2 separate regions of the Mus musculus genome follow, and region 1 is linked to region 2. Evidence: chromatin contacts called from public promoter capture Hi-C data. All regions are on one chromosome and are shown on one strand. Each heading gives the region's core, a stretch centred on a gene start, on an enhancer-like site or on the middle of the called end of the contact. The rest is flanking DNA. Distances are from core to core; before and after follow the strand shown.

What was found. Promoter capture Hi-C pulls out the DNA fragments that hold promoters and counts their contacts.
Region 1: a contact with region 2 is called in a promoter capture Hi-C map of the HPC-7 cell line. The contact joins the promoter of Lmo2 here to the enhancer-like site in region 2. A contact is called at or near these places in 22 of 39 promoter capture datasets (the 3T3-L1 cell line, 3T3-L1-derived adipocytes, the C10 cell line and 13 more), 1 of 484 Hi-C or Micro-C datasets (bone marrow-derived macrophages), 12 of 115 datasets of contacts at active chromatin or transcription factors (the HPC-7 cell line, acute myeloid leukemia, bone marrow-derived macrophages and 6 more) and 4 of 9 other capture datasets (adipose tissue, embryonic stem cells, liver and 1 more).

Annotation. Positions count from the first base shown.
Region 1 is chr2:103,967,540-103,971,705 of GRCm38.p6, reverse strand. It overlaps Lmo2 (LIM domain only 2), which reads right to left and starts at 1,419. Exons shown (of 3, transcript NM_008505.4): 1 at 994-1,419. The coding sequence starts at 1,244. The region is part of intron 1 of Gm38515 (a long non-coding RNA gene); the gene reads left to right.
Region 2 is chr2:103,840,465-103,844,483 of GRCm38.p6, reverse strand. No RefSeq gene overlaps it. Among named protein-coding and RNA genes, the nearest start is that of 4930547E08Rik, 32 kb to the right of the region's middle. Within about 2 kb of position 1,978, at least 33 of the 459 cell types and tissues checked have an H3K27ac peak or open chromatin away from gene starts, as enhancers often do. A contact at or near this core is called in the HPC-7 cell line, embryonic stem cells and stem cell-derived epiblast-like cells, where this site is marked.

The sequences.
Region 1 (4,166 bases), core at 170-2,669, 130 kb before region 2:
TAAAAGCCCAAACGGACAAGTCATTAGCAGTGCCTTTGGTCTTGTGTTAACAAATCCCTTCAAAGGATTAGATGAGGACTTCAAAGGAATAAAAACTCAAAACCAGACAGCTAATGACTCTTAAAAGGGCATTTGTGTGGACGTGGAAAAAAAAAAACCGATACCTTCGTTCCTGGCTCCCCTTGTTAAGGCTAGAGAATGGGCTAGGAGGGTACAGGCTGTGGAATGGGGAAGGGAGGGGGGGCTGTTCTTTGCAAACCAGCGCAAAGCTCAGAGCACTAGACAGTACATGCTCATTAAAGCTCTGGTTCGCTGACACACACACACACAGCCCTTCTGAGAGTTCGATGAGATTCTGCTCCCTAGAAAAACATACTAGACAGAAAAAAAAATGTGCACTAACTTTCGAGGTTCACATGCCCGCACTAGGAAACTCAGGGGAGGGGCGAACATGTACCGGGAGGAACGACAGATTAGCAATTCTAGAAGTCTCTGGAGGCCAGAACCAGTTCCCAGGTGGACAAGCGGACCTCATCAACTGTCCGCTCTACTCCGGGCCTGGTAGGAGAGTCGACGTCGGAGACCCCGGGATGTTCTAGTTGGGATGCCCCCCTTTCCAAGGCCAAATGGACAAAAAGGAAGGGAACCTGGAGAGGGTGGGACGAAAAGGGAGAAGGCAGAATCTTGTCCTCCACTCTCCCTGCCCTGCACCTGTGCCTCAGAGCTCCGGGTGCCAGCTCCTGGGCAAACTTTCTGGCCCTGGTAAAGGTTTGGGGAGCTTTCCAGATAGCCCGGAGCGGTCCGCAGGGTCGATCCCAGTTACAGCTTCCGCCGCCCAGTCCCTCTCGGTGTTTCCAGAGTCACCCGCGAGGAAAGAGAACCCCTGGGAGACGGAGGGATCAAGGGCACGCTGCGGGCGCGCACCTGGAGTCAGCCCCTCGCGCCTAGCCTGGGACCCTGTTTGGGGTGCCGGAACAGAAGCGCCACACTTACTCAGACGGGTCCAGGCTCTTCCTTTCGATGGCCGAGGACATTGGGGAGGGGGGCGGCGTGCCGGGCGGCGGGGGCGCTCCCTTTGTGGCGCGTGGCTGGCTAGCTGCCTGGACTCGGACCCCCTCGGGTGCTCGGGCGCCGCCGCTCCTGCGCCTCCTCTTGCTCGGTCGCTCCGCTGGCGAGCTCGCCCCTCCACGCTCAAGGACAGTCACCGCGCTCCCTTCAAACGCCAAAGAGAGAGAGCGAATCATCCAGCTGCCCGGCGCGCGGCGGCCAAGGCAGGGGGCCGGGGAGCAGCCCGGCCTCCCTCCGGTGGCTGCGACAGCTGCCGCTGCTCAGGACTTAACCTTCCATCCCGGTCCCGCTGCCGTCACCACAGCCGCCGCCGCCGCCGCCCGGTCCCGATCGCGCGCAGTAGCCGGCTCCGCCCGGTCGCCCCGAGCCCCTCGCACCTTCGCCGGGGTCGGGGCGCCGGGGGCAGTGAGGGGGCGGCGGCCTGGGGGCGGGGAGCTGACCGCGCGGCTCTCCCCAGGCTCCCTCCTCTCTCGCGAAGGTCTATTTTCGCTCAGCTTCCCTCTGTCTCTGGTTTCATTTCCTTTTTCCTGATCACGATTCAAATACAATAGAAGGAAATCACATTTAAAGAGACAGCTGCCCGCCCCCTCCCCCCTTTTTTTCTTCCTTTTTTTTTTTTTTTTTAAACGGGGCTCCTGGGGATTAGCAATCCAAATAGCGGCGGCGGCGGCGGCGGCGGCGGCAGCGGCAGCAGCAGCAACGGCGACAGCGGCAGCCCTGACTTGGCTTCTTAAAAGGGCCCGCGGCAGAGACCGAGAGTCTCCCCTGAGCCCCTCTCCTGGGGCAAGAATCCCGCTGCCACTAAACTGTCTTTTTCAGAGTTCCCCTTCTTCTGCCTTTCCCTTTGGCCTCAGGCTGAAAGTAACCACTCGCCCGTTCCAGCAGGAAAGAAAAGACAAGAATGTGAAATAAGCACCTGCAGAAATGCAAGCGTTGCTAATGGCTGGCTAGCGCGCGCTCGTCTCGGGTTCGAGGTCCCAAGTCCACAGTCGTGGTGCTCTGCGATGCCCGAGACAGTGCGGCTCTGCTGGCGGCAAGCTAGTAGCTGCGACTGCTCTCCAGAGAGGGGCGCAAGCTGTGTGACCAGGAACCTCACGCGCTAGGTGCGCCTGAGCAGAGCTGGGGGCAGCTAATCCCGCAGGGAGGGTGTCTGGGAGGGACCACGTTGTCCGGGTCTCCTCTCCATCTGCTGGCGGCAGAATTCCCTCCCCTAGCCTCTTTCAAAGAGCGAACTCCAGCGGTGAGGCTGGCCCTCTCTGTAAAGTATCAGCAGCAATACTTGCTTGGACCGGAGGAAGTTCCTTCCCGATAAAAAGACTTTCAGTTATTACTTACTATTATTTTGTCTTATATAAAACAAAGAAAAGGGCAGGTTTCTCCTTCAAGCTTGAAGACAAGTTCTAGAAGGAGAAAGAAATACAGAAGGGAAGAGATGGATTCCAGCTAGCTACTTTTCAGGAGAAAAACCTAGGTCCCCCTGGGCCTTGAGTTCCTTGAAACTGAGTCCAGAAATGATCGTTCAAGGCCCGTTAGCTTATGATGATGACAGTCTTCAGGTTTGTAAAGAGGAAAGTCCCGAGTGCTCTCAGAATCCATTGTTTAGTAAGAACAGCCCGGATCAAAGACATAGGCATTTCAGCCCCAATTTAAAGATTGCTTTAATAACCTAGACCAGCTCACCCCGGAAGATGATAGTCAGAAATGAATTCCCGGATTCCCCGTACTGAGCAAAGTCCTCCCTGATTTCTCCCTAGCAATAGCCTGAACCACTACCCACAGATTCGTGTCATTTCCCTCTCTCTCCATGTCCTGACACGTATACTGAAAGGGAATAATTAAAATCTGTGTTTGTGCGCCTGCCCTCGTGTTGGTCCAAAACCCACCTTCAGTGTATAAAAAGATATTTTCTATTTAAGTCCTTAGTTTTTCTAAATTAAAAAACAAATTTTTTACAATGTTTAGGCAAGCCTAAATTATATGATAAATACATAACTTGTTATTCTACTTTCATTTCTATCTGAAGTGAAAATAAACATTGTTAGTGGTAGCACAGGCCAGTAATCCCAGGTCAGGCAGGGCAGGAGCATTAGGGATTCTAAGTCATCCTCCCCTACAAAGTTCGTCACAGGCCAGTCTGGGCTACAGGAGACAGTGTCTCAAAACCAAAACCAAAAGAAGAAAAAGAAACAATGAAAACACACGGGTTGTGATTAGCAGTATATCTACTTAATAATGATGTTTTAATGCCGAGCCACTAGAACCATATTTCCTGGGGTTGCTTTAGACTCTTATCAGCTCATGTGACTAGGAAAACTACCTTCAAGATACGGCATGAAGAAAGTGGCTGAGGAGTTTGCCTGTATTGTAACCTCCCTTTTACCATCATGTGAACTCAGCTGAACAAGCAGAATTTACACTTTCAGCATCCTTGTTAGTAAAATGGGAATAATGGGATTTACTAACTAGAGGGTTTGGTGTAAGGATTGATGGAACTATACACCCATCATGTGGTACATGGATCTCTAATGAAATGGGAGCATATATATATATATATATATATATATATATATATATATATATACACATATACATATATATGTATATATATATACATACACACATATATACACATATATGTATATCTGTATATATGCATATGTATTCATATATACATATACATATATATGCATATGTATGCATATATACATATATATAACTATGTACCCAGCATGTGACCCATGGATCTGTAATTAAATGTGTGTGTATTTGTTGTTGTTGTTGCTCCAATTTCCCATAGCATTGGAATGAGTTATTAAAATAAATATCTCCTTGGATTCTAAGAGGTAACTTTGGAATGGCCAATTGTGCTTTTGCTTTGACCTGAGTGTGCTAAGGGGGCGGAGGGAGATACTTTCATGACTTTGGGTCAATTTCTTGTCTTTCACAACTCTTTGGAGGGAGCCTTCTTTGAGAAGGTACGTCTTTGATATGATGATATCTTAAGATTTCAATTTCACACACCATGGCTGTAAGAAATTACTGCCTACTGGTGGGACTTCATTCCCATTCTATGGGCAATTAAGTCGCCTAAATTTAAG
Region 2 (4,019 bases), core at 729-3,228:
CTAGCAATAAAAAACAAATTTTTGGGTAAGATAGATTAGTGGCTATCTATGTGAAAGCCAGTAAAGAAGAGAGTCAGAATTTAAAAACAAACAAACAAAACAATACAAAACAAAACAAAACAAAGCAAAGAAAAAAAACAACTTATTTCAAAGAGGGTAACAGAGGAAAACTCAAATTTTTCACACAGGCTGGAGATTTGGCTGGTAAAGTGTTTGCCTATCATGCCCAAAGTCCTAGGTTCAATCCCTAGTGCCCCAGATAACGGGCATGCTGTTGCATGTCTGTGACCCCAGTACTTGGGAGAGAGATTAGAAAAAGAAATGGAAAACTTCAGTGGGATTTACAGATCAATGAAGAAATTATATTGGCAAGCTAAAACTCTTATCTTATACAAAACAGTGAGAAAAAGGTCATGGGTAGGGCTGCACACCCTTAATATCAACACTCTGGAGGAGGAGGGCAGCGGATCGCTACAAGTCCAAGGCCAACCTGGCCTACTTATCAAGCTCCAGGACAGCAAATGCTACAAACTGAGACCCTGTCTCCAAAAAGAAGAGGAAGAGAAAGAGTGGAAGGGAGAAGGAGAAGGGGAGGGGGAGTAAGGATAGGAGAGATGGTTCAACAGTTAAGAGCACTGGCTGCTCTTCCAGGGGACCCAGGTTCAATTCCCAGCACCTACATTGCAGCTCACAGCTGTCTGTGACTCCTGTTCCAGGGGATCTGACACCCTCACACAGATATACGTGCAGGCAAACCCACCAGTGGACATAAAAATAAATTATTTTTAAAAATAAGAAAGGACTCTTCAGGCTTGGGCATGGGCTTCGACCAAGAAGATCGGGATCATCAGGAAATACGGGACCCGTTATGGTGCTTCCCTCCAGAAAATGGTGAAGAAAATTGAAATCAGCCAGCAAGCCAAGTACACTTGTTCCTTCTGCAGCAAGACGAAGATGAAGAGACAGACGAGCCGTCAGCATCTGGCACTGTGGTTCCTGCATGAAAACAGTGGCCGCTGGGGCCTGGACCTACAACACTACCTCTGAAGTCACAGTGAAGTCGGCCATCGGACTGGAACTGAAAGGCCAGTAGAAGCCCTATCTGAGATTCGCCTAGCCTTCAATAAATGGGTTGACAGGCTGGAGAGATCGCTCAGCGGTTAAGAGCACTGACTACTCTTCTGAAGGTCCTGAGTTCAAATCCTAGCAACCACATGGTGGCTCACAACCATCTACATTGTCATCTGATGCCCTCTTCTGGGGTGTCTGAAGACAGCTACAGTGTACTTACATATAATAACTAAATAAATCTTTAAAAAAAAATACTACTAAGTGGTGGCACACGCCTTTAATCCCAGCATTTGGAAGGCAGAAGCAGGTGGATTTCTGAGCTTAAAAATAACTAAATAGCCGGGTGTGGTGGCGCACGCCTTTAATCCCAGCACTTGGGAGGCAGAGACAGGCGGATTTCTGGGTTCGAGGTCAGCCTGGTCTACAAAGTGAGTTCCAGGACAGCCAGGGCTATACAGAGAAACCCTGTCTCGGGAATAAATAAATAAATAAATAAATAAATGGGTTGATTTACAGAAAAAGAAAGAAAGGAAGGAAGGAAGGAAGGAAGGAAGGAAGGAAGGAAGGAAAAACAAGAACGGAAGGAAAGAGGAGAGACAGAGAGATAAAGGAAACAGCGAGAAAATGTTTTTAGTGCTAAAACTGACAAAAATCAAAATATCTGGCAGTGTCAAGAGTTGTCAAGGACAAGAGGAAATGAAAATTCTCAAATTCAGAAGATTGGACGAAAACTGGGACACCCACTGGGAGGACAACCAGCGGCATCTTCTATTTCATTTGTACACCTTGTGACTCAGCTCCTTCCATTCGCAGATGAGTCTGGCACACATCTACAAGAGCAGAGTCACAACTGATCATTGTAGTCTCTTCTGGAATGTTGAAAAACAGGAAGTTATGTTAATTTCTGTGGGTGTGCTGGTTAACAGTGCCTGTCACTCAACAGGCTCCAGAGTTACCTAGGAGACAAGTCTCTAAGCTTGTCTGTGAAGGGGTTTCTTTTTTTTTTTTTTTTTTTTTGGTTTTTTGAGACAGGGTTTCTCTGTATAGCCCTGGCTGACCTGGAACTCACTTTGTAGACCAGGCTGGCCTCGAACTCAGAAATCCGCCTGCCTCTGCCTCCCGAGTGCTGGGATTAAAGGCGTGCGCCACCACGCCCGGTTGTGAAGGGGTTTCTAAATTGAGTTAGCTGAGGTTTGAGACCTACCCTAACATTCCACGTTCTGGGGTTCCAGACCTTCATCTCCCTCTGTTTCTGACTGTGGGTACAATGTGCCCAGTTACTGGTACCATACTTTCCCTGCCATGAGCTCAAGAGATATGCCTCTGCCTCCTGAGTGCTGGGATTAAAGGTTGTGTGCCGCCAAGGCCAAGGGACTCCTTTTTTTTTTTTTTAAATTTATTATATGTAAGTACACTGTAGCTGTCCTCAGATACTCCAGAAGAGGGCATCAGATTTCGTTACAGATGGTTGTAAGCCACCATGTGGTTGCTGGGATTTGAACTCGGGACCTTCAGAAGAGCAGTCGGCACTTTTAACCACTGAGCCATCTCGCCAGCCCCAGGCGAATCCTTCTTAATTCAAGACAAACTCTTCCATCCTTAAGATGCCTTTGTTGGATACTTTGTCACAGCATCCAGAAAAGTTGGCTAAGACAGAAAAGTAGTGAGGAGGTGGAGCCACTGTTTTGAGAAACCTGGCCATTTCAGCTGGTTGAGAGGAATGCGAAACAGTTTGAAACCTTGGGTTAAAAGCCCTAGAACACCATAGTCAGAGTTTAGTGAGCTATTATGGTGGGAGCTGGAAAACCAGAGTGACAAGAGAAACGCTGGCTCTGGAGACCTGGTTCATGAGGCTGCACAGGCAAACAAGGGCTCAATCAGGAACTGGGTTAGAAGCCATTTGTGTGCTATTTCAGGCAAAGAGTTGGCTTCATTCTGTTTATGCCCTGAGAACATGGTAGAGGCTAAATTGGAAAGTAAGTGGACCAATTTGTTTGAAGAAAAATTTCAATAGCATTCAGGCTGTGGCCTGGCTACTGCTCATGGCTGCTTTTCTCTTCACAGTGACAGAGAGCCCAAAGACAGCGTTCAAAAGGAGAGAGGCCAACCAACTGAGGCGTTTGACCCAGCAACTGAAAACAGCCAGCCTGGCAAGTGTTTTCAATGAGTTTTGATTTTTACAAGATGGAGCTTCTAGAGATGTGGCCTTCCCCTGGGGCGCGTCTCCTAATCCCTTGACAATTTCAGCTGTTGGCTCCTTTCCTCACCTAAAGCAGCAGTTCTCAACCTTCCTAGTGCTGCAACCCTTTAATACAGTTCCTCGTGCCATGATGGCCCCCCAACCATAGAATTATGTTGTTGCTCCTTCATAGCTGTAATTTTGCTACTGTGATGAACTGTAATGTATCTGATATGCAGGATATCTGATATGAGACCCCCCCAAGGGGATCGAGACCTACAGGTTGAAAACCACTGACCTAACTAGACCTTGCATTTCTTCTCCGTTTGCCCCACTCCCCCCCCCCCAGCATTGTAAACCTGGATAAAAGCAATCAGCAGTAGTTGTGATACAACCTGAATGTTATCCTGTTATCCTGTCCATCATTGGTCCTTAACTCATAAATCCAGTCTCAAGTTCTCAGGATTCAGACAGATTCTTTGAGGGATATAACACAAATGGCCCTTGACCTCAGTTTCCAGCAGAGTCCTTGTTCTTCTCTGAAACCGCAGGAGTCAGGCCTTGACTGTCTAATTTTGTCTTAGCATTTTGGTCCTACTACAGACTTATACCAGAATGGTCCATTAAGCCTTGCTTACAGCATTTGCTCTAGTTAGCTTTCTGTTGCTGTGATAAGTCAGAACCCTGAGAACAAGCAGCTGTTAATCCCACTAGGCAAGAAGAAGAGCACTACCAAAATTTGAAGCAAACTTGATTTTTATTGGGGTGC